4 separate regions of the Sus scrofa genome follow, and regions 2, 3 and 4 are each linked to region 1. Evidence: chromatin contacts called from public Hi-C and HiChIP or PLAC-seq data. All regions are on one chromosome and are shown on one strand. The core of a region is the stretch at or near the end of the contact, and the rest is flanking DNA. Distances in the headings are between cores, read along the strand shown.

Evidence for each region. Hi-C and Micro-C count contacts between places; a contact is called where the count stands out from the background. HiChIP or PLAC-seq counts read pairs in DNA pulled down with a chosen protein or histone mark.
Region 2: a contact with region 1 is called in a Hi-C map of liver, with 8 times the contacts expected there. The contact joins the enhancer-like site here to the promoter of QSER1 in region 1. A contact is called at or near these places in 1 of 5 promoter capture datasets (liver), 10 of 47 Hi-C or Micro-C datasets (alveolar macrophages, embryonic fibroblasts, fetal skeletal muscle and 4 more) and 1 of 2 datasets of contacts at active chromatin or transcription factors (alveolar macrophages).
Region 3: an H3K27ac HiChIP or PLAC-seq map of alveolar macrophages shows a contact between it and region 1. The contact joins the promoter of EIF3M here to the promoter of QSER1 in region 1. A contact is called at or near these places in 3 of 47 Hi-C or Micro-C datasets (fibroblasts and skeletal muscle) and 1 of 2 datasets of contacts at active chromatin or transcription factors (alveolar macrophages).
Region 4: a contact with region 1 is called in an H3K27ac HiChIP or PLAC-seq map of alveolar macrophages. The contact joins the promoter of TCP11L1 here to the promoter of QSER1 in region 1. A contact is called at or near these places in 2 of 5 promoter capture datasets (fetal skeletal muscle and liver), 3 of 47 Hi-C or Micro-C datasets (heart right ventricle and skeletal muscle) and 2 of 2 datasets of contacts at active chromatin or transcription factors (alveolar macrophages and skeletal muscle).

Annotation. Positions count from the first base shown.
Region 1 is chr2:28,042,064-28,044,763 of Sscrofa11.1, forward strand. QSER1 (glutamine and serine-rich protein 1) reads right to left here and starts at 1,424. Exons shown (of 13, transcript XM_021083212.1): 1 at 1,367-1,424.
Region 2 is chr2:27,872,093-27,874,792 of Sscrofa11.1, forward strand. The region is part of intron 7 of TCP11L1 (T-complex protein 11-like protein 1); the gene reads right to left. Among named protein-coding and RNA genes, the nearest start is that of TCP11L1, 30 kb to the right of the region's middle. Within about 2 kb of position 1,364, at least 18 of the 83 cell types and tissues checked have an H3K27ac peak or open chromatin away from gene starts, as enhancers often do. A contact at or near this core is called in alveolar macrophages and liver, where this site is marked.
Region 3 is chr2:28,281,482-28,284,181 of Sscrofa11.1, forward strand. It overlaps EIF3M (eukaryotic translation initiation factor 3 subunit M), which reads right to left and starts at 1,331. Exons shown (of 11, transcript XM_005661051.3): 1 at 1,175-1,331. The coding sequence starts at 1,216.
Region 4 is chr2:27,901,777-27,904,476 of Sscrofa11.1, forward strand. It overlaps TCP11L1 (T-complex protein 11-like protein 1), which reads right to left and starts at 1,390. Exons shown (of 10, transcript XM_021083207.1): 1 at 1,016-1,390.

The sequences.
Region 1 (2,700 bases), core at 174-2,673:
GCTTAAATTTCTGGTAACAGTCAACATTTTAGATTCCCTTGGTCATGCAGGAGCAAAGATGAACTCTTGAACCCCACGCTACATAATGAAACGGGGCTTCAGAAACCGAGAAGGAAAAGCATGCTTCTGTTCTTCAACGTTTATGGCCTTCACTGACCAACCCCCTCATCTTCAATTTCTTCCCAACTCTTAGTCACCCCAATACATAGAAGGCAAAGAGAGATCCCTTACTTCCTGCTGTTGTTAAAAGAGGGGGAAACCCAAGAGTAACTTTGAACGCATGAAAGAGAAATAGCTTAATCTTGGCCACCGCTGCAAACATATGTCACCCAGCCCCGGCGCAGCGTTCATGCCCCACCGGGCCCCCTCCCAGGCCCCACGCCCCGGGGATTCTCCCAAAGCCTAGCCTCCTGGGTTCCCCAATGTCAGGGACGTGGCTCCGCGCCTCTTCCTCTCCCGCCTCCCCCACCCTCACACTCACCGCTGGGGCCCCCAAGACCACATTGTTAGTTTCAATACAATGGAATGTCACTGCACCGAACTCCTCGGCGCCCCCCTCTGCTCCCCGGAGCCAGTCCCGGGTCTCTCTGATCACCGAGTTCAGCCACAAACCCAAACTTCACCATGTGAGAGCCCAGAACCCAGGAGGTGACGGGGACCCATGACTCCCGCCCAACCCTCCCTTCTACCCACGGTCCCCGGCCAGCCGCAGCTGTGAATCCAGTACTGGTCGCCCCCATCCACCACCCTATAGGAGTCATCAGCCGCATCTCCCGGCTGGGGCGAGGGCGAGGAGACGAGCGGAGGGCTCCCCGCCAGGCCGGACCCCTGGGCGGTGCTGCACAGGGGACGAAGGCCCCAAACGCATCCCTGGCCTTTCCTGGCCCACCATGACCCCGCCGCCCACCCTCCCTACCTGGCCTTGAGGCTGGGGCTGCTGCCGCTGCTGCAGCTGCTGCTGGCGGCGGCGGCCGCGGCTCTGGGTTCGTAGGCCCAGGCGGGGGCAGGGGGTTGTGCGGCGGCGCTGGCGGGGGCAGCGGGGGGCGCGGGCGGCGGCGGCGGCGGGTCGGCGAAGCCGGAGGTCGCGTAGTTCCTGTCCATCGTGGGGGTTGCGTAGGGAGGGCGGGCAGCAGTGGGGGCTTCTCCAGGGCCCAGTGAGAGGGGGGCGGGAGGGGAGGGAGGGGGCGGGGGAGGAAGAGGAGGTGGAGGAGGCGGCGGCGGAGGGGGCTGCCCCTCACATGGCCTCGGCGGGCGCACAGGCGAAGGGCGCGTTGGCCAGTCTGTGCTGGGGGAACCCGGGCGGCGGCGCGCGACGAGGCCCCAGCTGGGCGTCAGGGAAACGGCGGCATCCGCGGCCGGGACTCACCGCGGCAGCGGCGGCGGCGGCGGTCGCTGCGCCCCATGTTGGTGGATTTCCCAGGATGCACCTCCCGCCCCCCCCTCCGCCCCGCGACCTCGCCCCGCCTCCCCTCAGCGCCCCGCGCTCGCGGCTCGCGGGCCAGGCGGGCGGCCCGCGAGGCCTCTACCGCCACCGGCAGTCTCTGGAAGGCCAGCTGGGGCGGTGAAGGCTTGAGGCCTGTCCGGCCCGGCCGGGTCCAGGAACCCGGCGGGTCGCCTGGCAGCCGTAGCCCACGGGCCGCGGACTTCCAGCCTTCCGCTGCTTCGAGGGGAGCTGTCCGCGCTCGCCGCGCCCCGCGTGGGAAGGGGCTGTGCCTGCTGCTCGCCCTGCGCGAGGGAGGGGAAATTGAGCGGAAACCAGCGCAGGGTGCTGCAAAGGAGAGGCTTGTCAACGCTTTGCCTGGAGTTCGTTATTTGACCCTTCGAGTTATTTTCAGTGATTCAAATAACTCAGTTCCCACATCGCGATTCTTTTCTCTGCGCTTGGTCCTAAACCAGAAACAGCTGAGCGGGCTGTTTTACAGTTCCGTTTACTCCCTTCCTGCCCAAAGCTTGCCGGGCTGGAGGACCCTTTTCCTGCTGTTAGGGGAGATTTATATTCAAGAGATTCAAATTCAAACGTATTATTTTCCAATCCTCGTTGAAAGGACCTTTCCCAGGGGCTCTTATTAACTGTCCCCACCCCCACCTTGGGGATTTTCTCATTCTGGATTTCAGAATCTTCTATCTGAAGATAAATACAGCCTCTTCATTGATTAATACAGTCACCATCTGGATGACTTTAATTGCGATAAAGTTAAACTCACTGGGCACACTTTGTGTTGGAGTTTTTTTGTTTGAGACTTAGAACTTCAGCAGGACTCTACACAGACATTTCCTATCTGATCTCCAAGCTGTTTGATGGCGGGTAAACTAACCATTATTTGCGGTTCTTCTATTGTATGTCAGAGTTGTGTTTCTTCTAGTAACTCATGAGTAGTGAAACTTGGGGGTCACAGAAATCGTCGTTTGGTCCCGAAGGCATAAAGTAAAAGTTAAAAATGACAGTAAAGTTTGACCACCACCCTTAAAAATTCAATACGCATTTAACACCTCTTCATGTATTTAGCACAGAATTCTTTCCCTCAAGATAAGCCTAACAAAGGTTCAAGCAAATCAGGCATAGTAGAATACCTAATAAAATTGATACATTATCTCTGATCACCATTTAAAAAGCAGTTTAAACTTGGGTAATACCTGGTATTGGGTCTACTGTTCCTTCTGAGATTAATTTTGTTCAGGGAGATTCTGTTTTCCTCCTGG
Region 2 (2,700 bases), core at 114-2,613, 170 kb before region 1:
TATGCTGCGGGAGTGGCCCAAGAAATAGCAAAAAAAAAAAAAAAAAAAAAAAAAAAAAAAAGGCGCATGAAAAGATGCTCAATGTCACTAATTACTGGAGAAATGCAAATCAAAACTACTGTGAAGTACCACCTTACACTAGCTAGAATAGCTATCATCAAAAAGTCTACAAACAATCAATGCTGAGAGGGTGTGGAGAAAAGGGAACCCTATTACACTGTTGGTGGGAATGTAATTGGTGCAACCACTGTGGAGAACAGTACAGAGATTCCTCAAAAAACTTAAAGCAGAACTACCATATGATCTAGCGATCCCACTCCTGGGCATCTATCCAGAGACAACCATATTTTGAAGACACGTGTACTCCAATGTTCATTGCAGCACTATATACAATAGCCAAGACGTGGAAGCAACCTAAATGTCCACTGACAGAGGAATGGATAAAGAAGGTGTGTGTTTGTGTGTGTGGAGCTCTTGAAGTATCACGTGCACGACAGAATATCACTCAGCCATAAAAAAGAATGAAATAATGCCATCTGCAGCAACATGGATGAACCTAGGAATTATTATACTAAGTGACGTTAGACAGTGAAAGACAACCATATCACTTATATGCAGAATCTTAAAAAAAAAAAAAAAGGATACAAATGAACTTATTTGCAAAACAGAAACAGACTCACAGACTTTGAAAAACTTATGGTTACCAAAGGGGACAGGCAGCAGGCAGGGATGGGGGATGGACTTGGGGTTTGGGATTAGCATATGCACACTGAGGTATATGGAATGACTGGCCAACGGGGATCTGCTGTGTAGCACAGGGATCTCTCCCCAATAGATATCTGTGATAATCTATGTGGGAAAAAAGTCTGAATGAGAATGAATATGTGTCTATGTGTAACTGAATCACTCTGCTGTACAGCAGAAATTATCACAACCTTTTGGATCAACTATACGTCAATAAAACTTTTAAAAAATGGGGCAAAAACTGTTTGCAAAGAATAAAAGAGAAGTCATCCTGGAGTTCCTGCTGTGGCACAGTAAATCAAGAATTCACTGCAGCATCTTGGGTCACTGTGGAGGCAAGGATTAAAGGATCTGGCGTTGCCACAGGTGCAATGTAGGCTGTAGCTTTGGCTCAGATTCAATCCCTGGGCCAGAAACTTCTATATGCCATGGTGTGGTCATAACATTTAAAAAAAAAAAAAAAAAAAAGTCAGACGAAGAGCGAGGTCATCTCTGAGCTGTAGTTCAAGCTGTGGCCAGCAGAGGGCAGTGGGGCCGCAGCTCCCACACAGACCTGTGAAGTTCCCCTCTGGAGTTTCTGGTCCTTTCCCAGCCAACCATAAGGGAGTCATGTGTGAATTCTCCTTTCATCATAGAGCCCCTCCTCCCTTAGAATGGCTTCAGGAAAACATGAGACAGACTGGGTTTAAGTGCAGACTCTGTCATTTAATAACAGCATAACCTCATGCATGTTTTTTTCAATTCTCTGAGCCGTATGCCAAAGGGGGATTCCTACTTCACAGGGCTGTTTTAAAGATGAAAAAAGGACAATGTATATTAAGTAGCTGGCTGAGCCAGCACTCAATAAATACAAGTTACATCATTAGACGGGAAAAGAATAATGACGTACAGAGTGAGGATGCGACCCATCCCAGTTTTCCCAGGAGTGTCCTGGTTTAAAAACTGAAACTCCAAGTCCTGTGTTTACCCCTTTCCCACTCCTGGGCAAACCAGACAGCCAGCCACACTTTTCAGGGCATGGGAAAAAAGGAGGGGAGAAATGCACTTATTCACCTCAGTATCCCCCTCAGTATCCAGCACAAAGGAGGCTCTTAAGAACTGGTGAGTAGAGAAAGAGAAAAACAAACATTTAAGTAGGAAAAATAGGAATGACAGATAATGACCCAGAAGCACCTGCAAAGCAGTCAGTGAATGAATTGCCATGATGGTGTCTCTGTGTTATAGACAGCCCTGGTCCTGCCAGGCCAAAGTCCCCCGTGTGGGGTGAGGAAAAGGGCATTGAAAAGGCTGAAGAGGTATGACTTCTCATCAGTTTTTACAGGTTAATCAACTTTAAGGACCAGTCTTGCTATAAGAAACTGATACAGAGTACCCTTCATGGATCAGCAGTAATGAACCCAACTAGTATCCATGAGGATGTGGGTTTGATCCCTGGCCTCATTTGGTGGGTTAAGAATCCCATGTTGCTATGAGCTGTGGTGTAGGTCACAGACACAGCTTGGATCTGGGGCTGCTGTGGCGTAGGAAGGCAGCTGCAGCTCTGACTAGACCCCTAGCCTGGGAAATTCCATATGCCACAAGTGCGGCCCTAAGACAAGACAAAAAAAAAAGAGAGAAGAAAAAAGAAACGAATACACCAAATCAAGACATTAACAATGTGGGGCCTTAGCCCAGGATTCTCCCCAAGAAGTACAAACTACCTTTGAAGGCTGAGATTCCTCTATTGTTAAATAGACAGGCTTCACCAGTCTCTCTCCTAACTCCACTGTGTTACATGCCAAGATCCTTGCTTTGCAACCTCCCAGTACCGGGTAGTACTTGGGTTTAGGATGCAAAAGATTTCCAAGGATCATTCTGACAGTAGACATCTGACCCCAGTGAAGACACCATGTATCCCAGAGCTATTTTTTAAGAGAAATGTCAGGCTGACATGTCACTATTCAGGAAGAAGTCTCC
Region 3 (2,700 bases), core at 81-2,580, 240 kb after region 1:
ACTAAAGGAATGGCCAATGTGAAACAAGAACAGTAGAAATGACACTTTAAAATATAATCAATGACAAGAACTTACTGCATCTAAAAACCCTTTCCTATGTTTAAAAACAAACAAAAAAAATAAGTACTTTTCAGTAACCTAATAACCATTTGTTGACAACAGATTCCATTCCTAATCAGGTATTTTTTTTTTCCCCTTGTCTTCCACATCTTCCTTTCTAATTGTGCTCAACTCCTTCCCTTTCTTGTTTTTCTTTCTTTTTCCTTTCTCCTTATTGTGCTCTTCAGGGCTGTGGGTCTGCGTTTCTACCAAAGGAGAAAACAAACAAAAACCCCACATCTGCAATTATAAAAGTTCCATTAGACTAGGAATGTTTTATTCTACAGGAACCAAAATTTCCGTGTTAGCGGAGTAAGAAAAAAAATACAAAATCACAACACTCAAGACCTCACAGAATATAGTTTTCAGTTCTGCAAAATTAGGGAAGATCTTTACAAGTTTAACTTTTGCTACGGAGAGAAACGAGAAGCATTAACCATAAACGCCAAAGAGCAAAACCCAAAAAGAAAATTTTTGAATATTAGCGCTGTTCACCAGGTGCATGCCTCAAAGTATGACGTTATGGTTTCCGGTTACAGAACTCTCACTCCTGCCCTTCAAATAAGGATATGAAACAGTCTACGTACAAAATAGGGGTCACCTGTGCCTCTGCGATCACATAACCATTTTGATTTTCAAATCGAAGTTATTTTTCCTTGTACTGCTAACGCCACCTAAAGATTCGCCACCTCCCACTCAGGGTGTGGCTATTAATTAGGGGACGGAAGCAGATACCCTTTGCAATGAGTCAAAAGTACTGCGTCGATAGAAGTTAACTCCAGGCTCTAAGAGTTCCGACACGAACTAGGAAGTTGGCCGTCGAGCTGCGGCTTACTCCTGGGCCCGCCGGCCCGCAAGCTTAGTGCAACTCCAAGCCAGAAACGCACGCCCCTGCCTCGCGGCCTCCCCAGTCTGGCGTGTGGAGGCCTTGAACGGCAGCTCTCGGCTCCCCGGCTGGCTCCGTAAGGCAGCTTCCCGCCGGCACAGCCCTGGCTCGCTCAGGACGTGGCCCCTCACACCGCTGAACACCACCCTTGGACCCCGCCCTGGCGTCAGCCGCGGCCCAGGGGCATACCTGATCTTCCTCGCTGATGTCGATGAACGCCGGGACGCTCATGGTGAAGACCGGGGCACCGCAAACGAGCACCTCCCAAACCACGCCGACCGGAAAAGAGAGCTGGGCTGCGCGGCGGCGCCTCCAACTGCTTCCGGGTCACCTTGCGCGAGTCTTGCGGGACAGGGGTAACCGGGTCGGGCGGAGCCACCGAGGCCAATCCCAGCGCGCGCTCTGGTTGGGGGCGGAGCGGGGCGGGGCGGAAGCGCCCTAAGCCGCCACTCCTGCGCCGCGTCTCGGCGCCTCTAGCTGCTGTGACTGTGTTCCCCCCTGTCCTATCTGTTACTGATCCGCTTGTCTCACTGAACTCACCTCGCACCTGAAGTTTTAAGCCAATTTTTTTTTAAGCTTATAATTTGACTCACTTTTAAGCCTTTAGCAGGCAGTACTCTCTGGCCAGGGAATAACAGCAATGTTCAAAGCTCCTTGACTTGCCTTTTACGATCCAGTGGGGTAAACAACACAGACAGCAAACAACACAGTAATTAGAAAAGGAGTCCTGAATGGCATCCTGTTTTACAGTAGGGACCCCCAGATTCGAATTCTTTGGAGTAGAATCCCTGCTGCACCACTTGATGGTTAACCGCTGCGTTTCGGCTTCCTCTTGAAAAAATAAGATCAAGTAATGTATAAAGCAATTAAAATACGGGGAACTCTGAATGTATTAACTGTTATGACATAGTTATGTAGCATGTTAAGCACAATTAAGATAAAAGTAAAGAACAAGGGTGGTGTATGAGCGTGTGTGCATGCCTTTTTAGACAGAGTGATCAAAGAAAGTGGCTCATGATATTGAGAACTGACCGAAATGAGGAAAGTACCAATGAAGAAATCTGCAGAAAAGCTTTTCCTGCAAAAGACAGCAAGGAAAGGATTTGAGGCAAGTGGCAAGGAGGCCTGTGGGCTGCATTTGAGTAAGAGAAGAGGAAAGGAAAAGGAGATGAGATAGGCATGGCCAGATCAAATTTTATAGGCCCTAATAAAGTTTATTTATTTATTTTGTCTTTTTAGGGCTGCACCCAAGACATATGGAGGTTCCCAAGCTAGAGGTCAATCGAAACTGTAGCTGCTGATCCACAGTGACAGCAATGCTGAATCCTTAACCCACTAAGCAAGGCCAGGGATTGAACCTGCGTCCTCATGGATGCTAATCAGATTTGTTTCCACTGAGTGTTTCCACTGAGCCACAACAGCAACTCCCCTAATAAGAGATTTAATTTTGACTTTTCTATGCCTGTAAAAGGTTTTGAGCAGAGGAGTGAGGAGGTCAAATTAACTTTTTTAGTAAAGGATCACTCTGACAGATGTGTTACAAAACATAAGTTGGGCAAGGGCCCAAGTAGAGAAACTAGTTAGAAAACTATTACAAAGATAAGAGCAAGAGAAGATGGTAGAATGGTAGTGAGAAATTAATTGAATTCTGGATAGTAAAACTGATAAGATTTACTACCAGATCAAATAAGGAATGTGAGAGAAAGAGGAACTCA
Region 4 (2,700 bases), core at 140-2,639, 140 kb before region 1:
AAAAGGGGGGAATTTCACTCAAAAGGCACAATCGAAGGCATACAAAAATGAGAACAAGCTGCAGGTGATGAAAACCTAGAGATGCATTGGGGTCAGACCGTAAAATTGCTAGTTCTTATTTTTAAAAAAAAGGTCTTCACCTAGAGTTTTAACTTCTTAAGGGCAAGACCAACCATACTGCTCCATACATATAAGTACCTCCCCCAAACAGATAACCACCAAATAGTTGTTGATAGCTGTGTCATCTCTCTAGAGTCAGTTTATACAGGAGGGATGGGCGTTGGTCTAAAACAAACCTGGGTTCCAATTCTGGCTCTTTACCTGCTGGGTAACTAAAGTTTCCTCATCTGTCAAGTACAGCTACCCACCTCTTGGGTTTGGGGCAAGTGTAAAGGACAGAGCGTGCATAACGACAGCTGGTACACAACAGGCTTCCTTCCCCACAGATGGTAACTCTAATTAGAGGACTATAGGATACAGCGAGGACCCATTTAATTGCGTACAGTGTGCTCATTCATTCAACATTCCCCAATTCCTGCTATGCCCCAAAAGGGAACCGGGGGGTGGGAGGATCCTCGAACTTGCCGTGAAGACCGTCTATCTGAGCCGCACGCCGAGCCCAAACTGGACACAAGAGACTCCCCAGCAGAAAGGGTCTTTCAGCGAAATAAAGGAGCTCTGTCCAGAGACTGCGCGAACCCCTTGCTCTAGCACCCAGTGCCACTCTCTCCCAGCGAGCAGATTCCGTGGTAAACAACTGTTTGGGCCGGCGAGGGAGTGGCCGAGCCGGGAGCAAGCGAAGGAAGCGGGACGCGCCTGGAGGACGGCCTCGAGGGGTGGGACAAAGGCCGCGCTGAGACTCAGCCCGCCCGCAGTCTGCGCCGCTTCCACGCCTCCACGCGACATCACCGGGTCCCGACCGACGGGAAAAAGCGAAGAAATGCCTATAATTTCGACCTCGTTCCTCCCGTGCGGGCTCCGCAGGGCTGCCAGCCTCCGCGCCTGCTTCCCTCACCTGCCACGGAGTCAGCGTCCTCCCTCCTGCCGCTGGGCCGAGAATCTGACGGGGGGCCGGCGCAGCGGCGGAGGCGGGGAGGATGCGCGGCGGGCAGGGCGGTTCAGCCTCTGCCCCTCCGAGGCCGCATCCCTCGCTGCCCTGCCAGCGGTCCTCCCCGCCCGGGTCGTGTGAGTAGCGGCCAGCGTGGCCGCTCCTCAGCGTCGGGTAGCGAGCTAGAGAGAGCTTTTAGCCGAGAGGCGCCCGCCCCACGTAGGGCGACGCCATGTTTCGGTACGGAAAGGCCGGAGGCGCGGCAGGGTGCCCGCTGAGGGGGCTCAGTGGGCGGTGACTCGGAACCGGGAGGCCCCCTTCCTCATAGGGAGGCGCCATATTGCCGTACGGAAAGGCGGCCGGAGCCGGCGGCCTGAGGGGTAGGTGGTGCCCAGCCAGTCAAAAAAGAAAGGAAAAAGGCCGCTTAGCTGCAACGCCTTCCTTCCCCGCCCTGGTTTTTAAATTTAAATATTACATCATATTTTGTAGCTGCGCACAGTTTGTCCGGTCCCCTCATTTTGGCTGTTAAGGTCACGCCCACCAGGTCTCACTTTAACGGTTAGACTTGGTTTGGATCATCTAAGTGACTCGAGTTGAAAGTGAGACTTTAACCGCGAAAAGATGGAAGGCCAGGGGCAAACACAGCTCATGAGAGTTCAGCTTGGTTTAGATAGTTCTGAAACACAGTGAGCAGTCAGCATTTTATGTGCCGTCTGCGTTCCAGAAAGGAAAAATACCCTGTCAAGATGAGCTCGTTCTGGAGGCTTCTTTCCCTTCGTCCCAGGTACCCGGGGCTGTGACTGTTGCAGCACTGGACAACTAGTTGCTGATCCAAGAGAACCATGCTTTCCTCAGCCTATAGCAGTAAGATAGCAAGCTAAATTAATAGAAATATTTTTAGGGCCTGATCTTAAAAAAGTAAAAGCTAGTGACTCTTAACTGTTCATTTGTAAAATGCTTTAAGACAGCATCAAATATGTTTGTCTTAAAATGAAGGTGATAATTGTCTCCTACCTGTAAACTATAAAACTTGTTAAATTTAAGTAACTAGAACAAAATAAGATGGAGTGAAATTAGTGCTGACAAACACTATTTCTATATAAATCACATGTGGGAAGTTGGCCTAAAGTATTGAAGGCTGAGAGCAATGCAACACCCTCAAACCTTTCAGTAGCAAGCACATCACACAGTTTTCCCTTAAGCACACACTCCGTTCTCTGATAAGGATTCACCTTTTGGGCGTGGGGTGGGGTGCTTAAGAAATTCAATTAACTGGAAATAAGATTTAGAAGAAAACATTCAATTCTCATTTCTGAATCCAGACCAGTATATCTTAGTCTCTAGATTAGTGATTCCAAACCCTGACTCCACCTTAAAATCTCCTGGGAAGCTGTGGTTCTTTACCATATGTAACTCTGGGCAGGGGGCCAGAGCTGGTGGGTGGTGATGGGCCAGGCAAGAATTTTGAAGCTTTCCAGGTGATTCTAAGAAGCATCCAGGGAGTTCCCGTCATGCTCACTAGCATCCATGAGGACTCAGGTTCGATCCTTAGCCTCACTCAGTGGGTTAAGGATCCAGAGTTGCCATGAGCTGCGGTGTAGATCACAGAGGTGGTTCAGATCTGGCATTGCTGTGGCTGTGGTGTAGGCAGC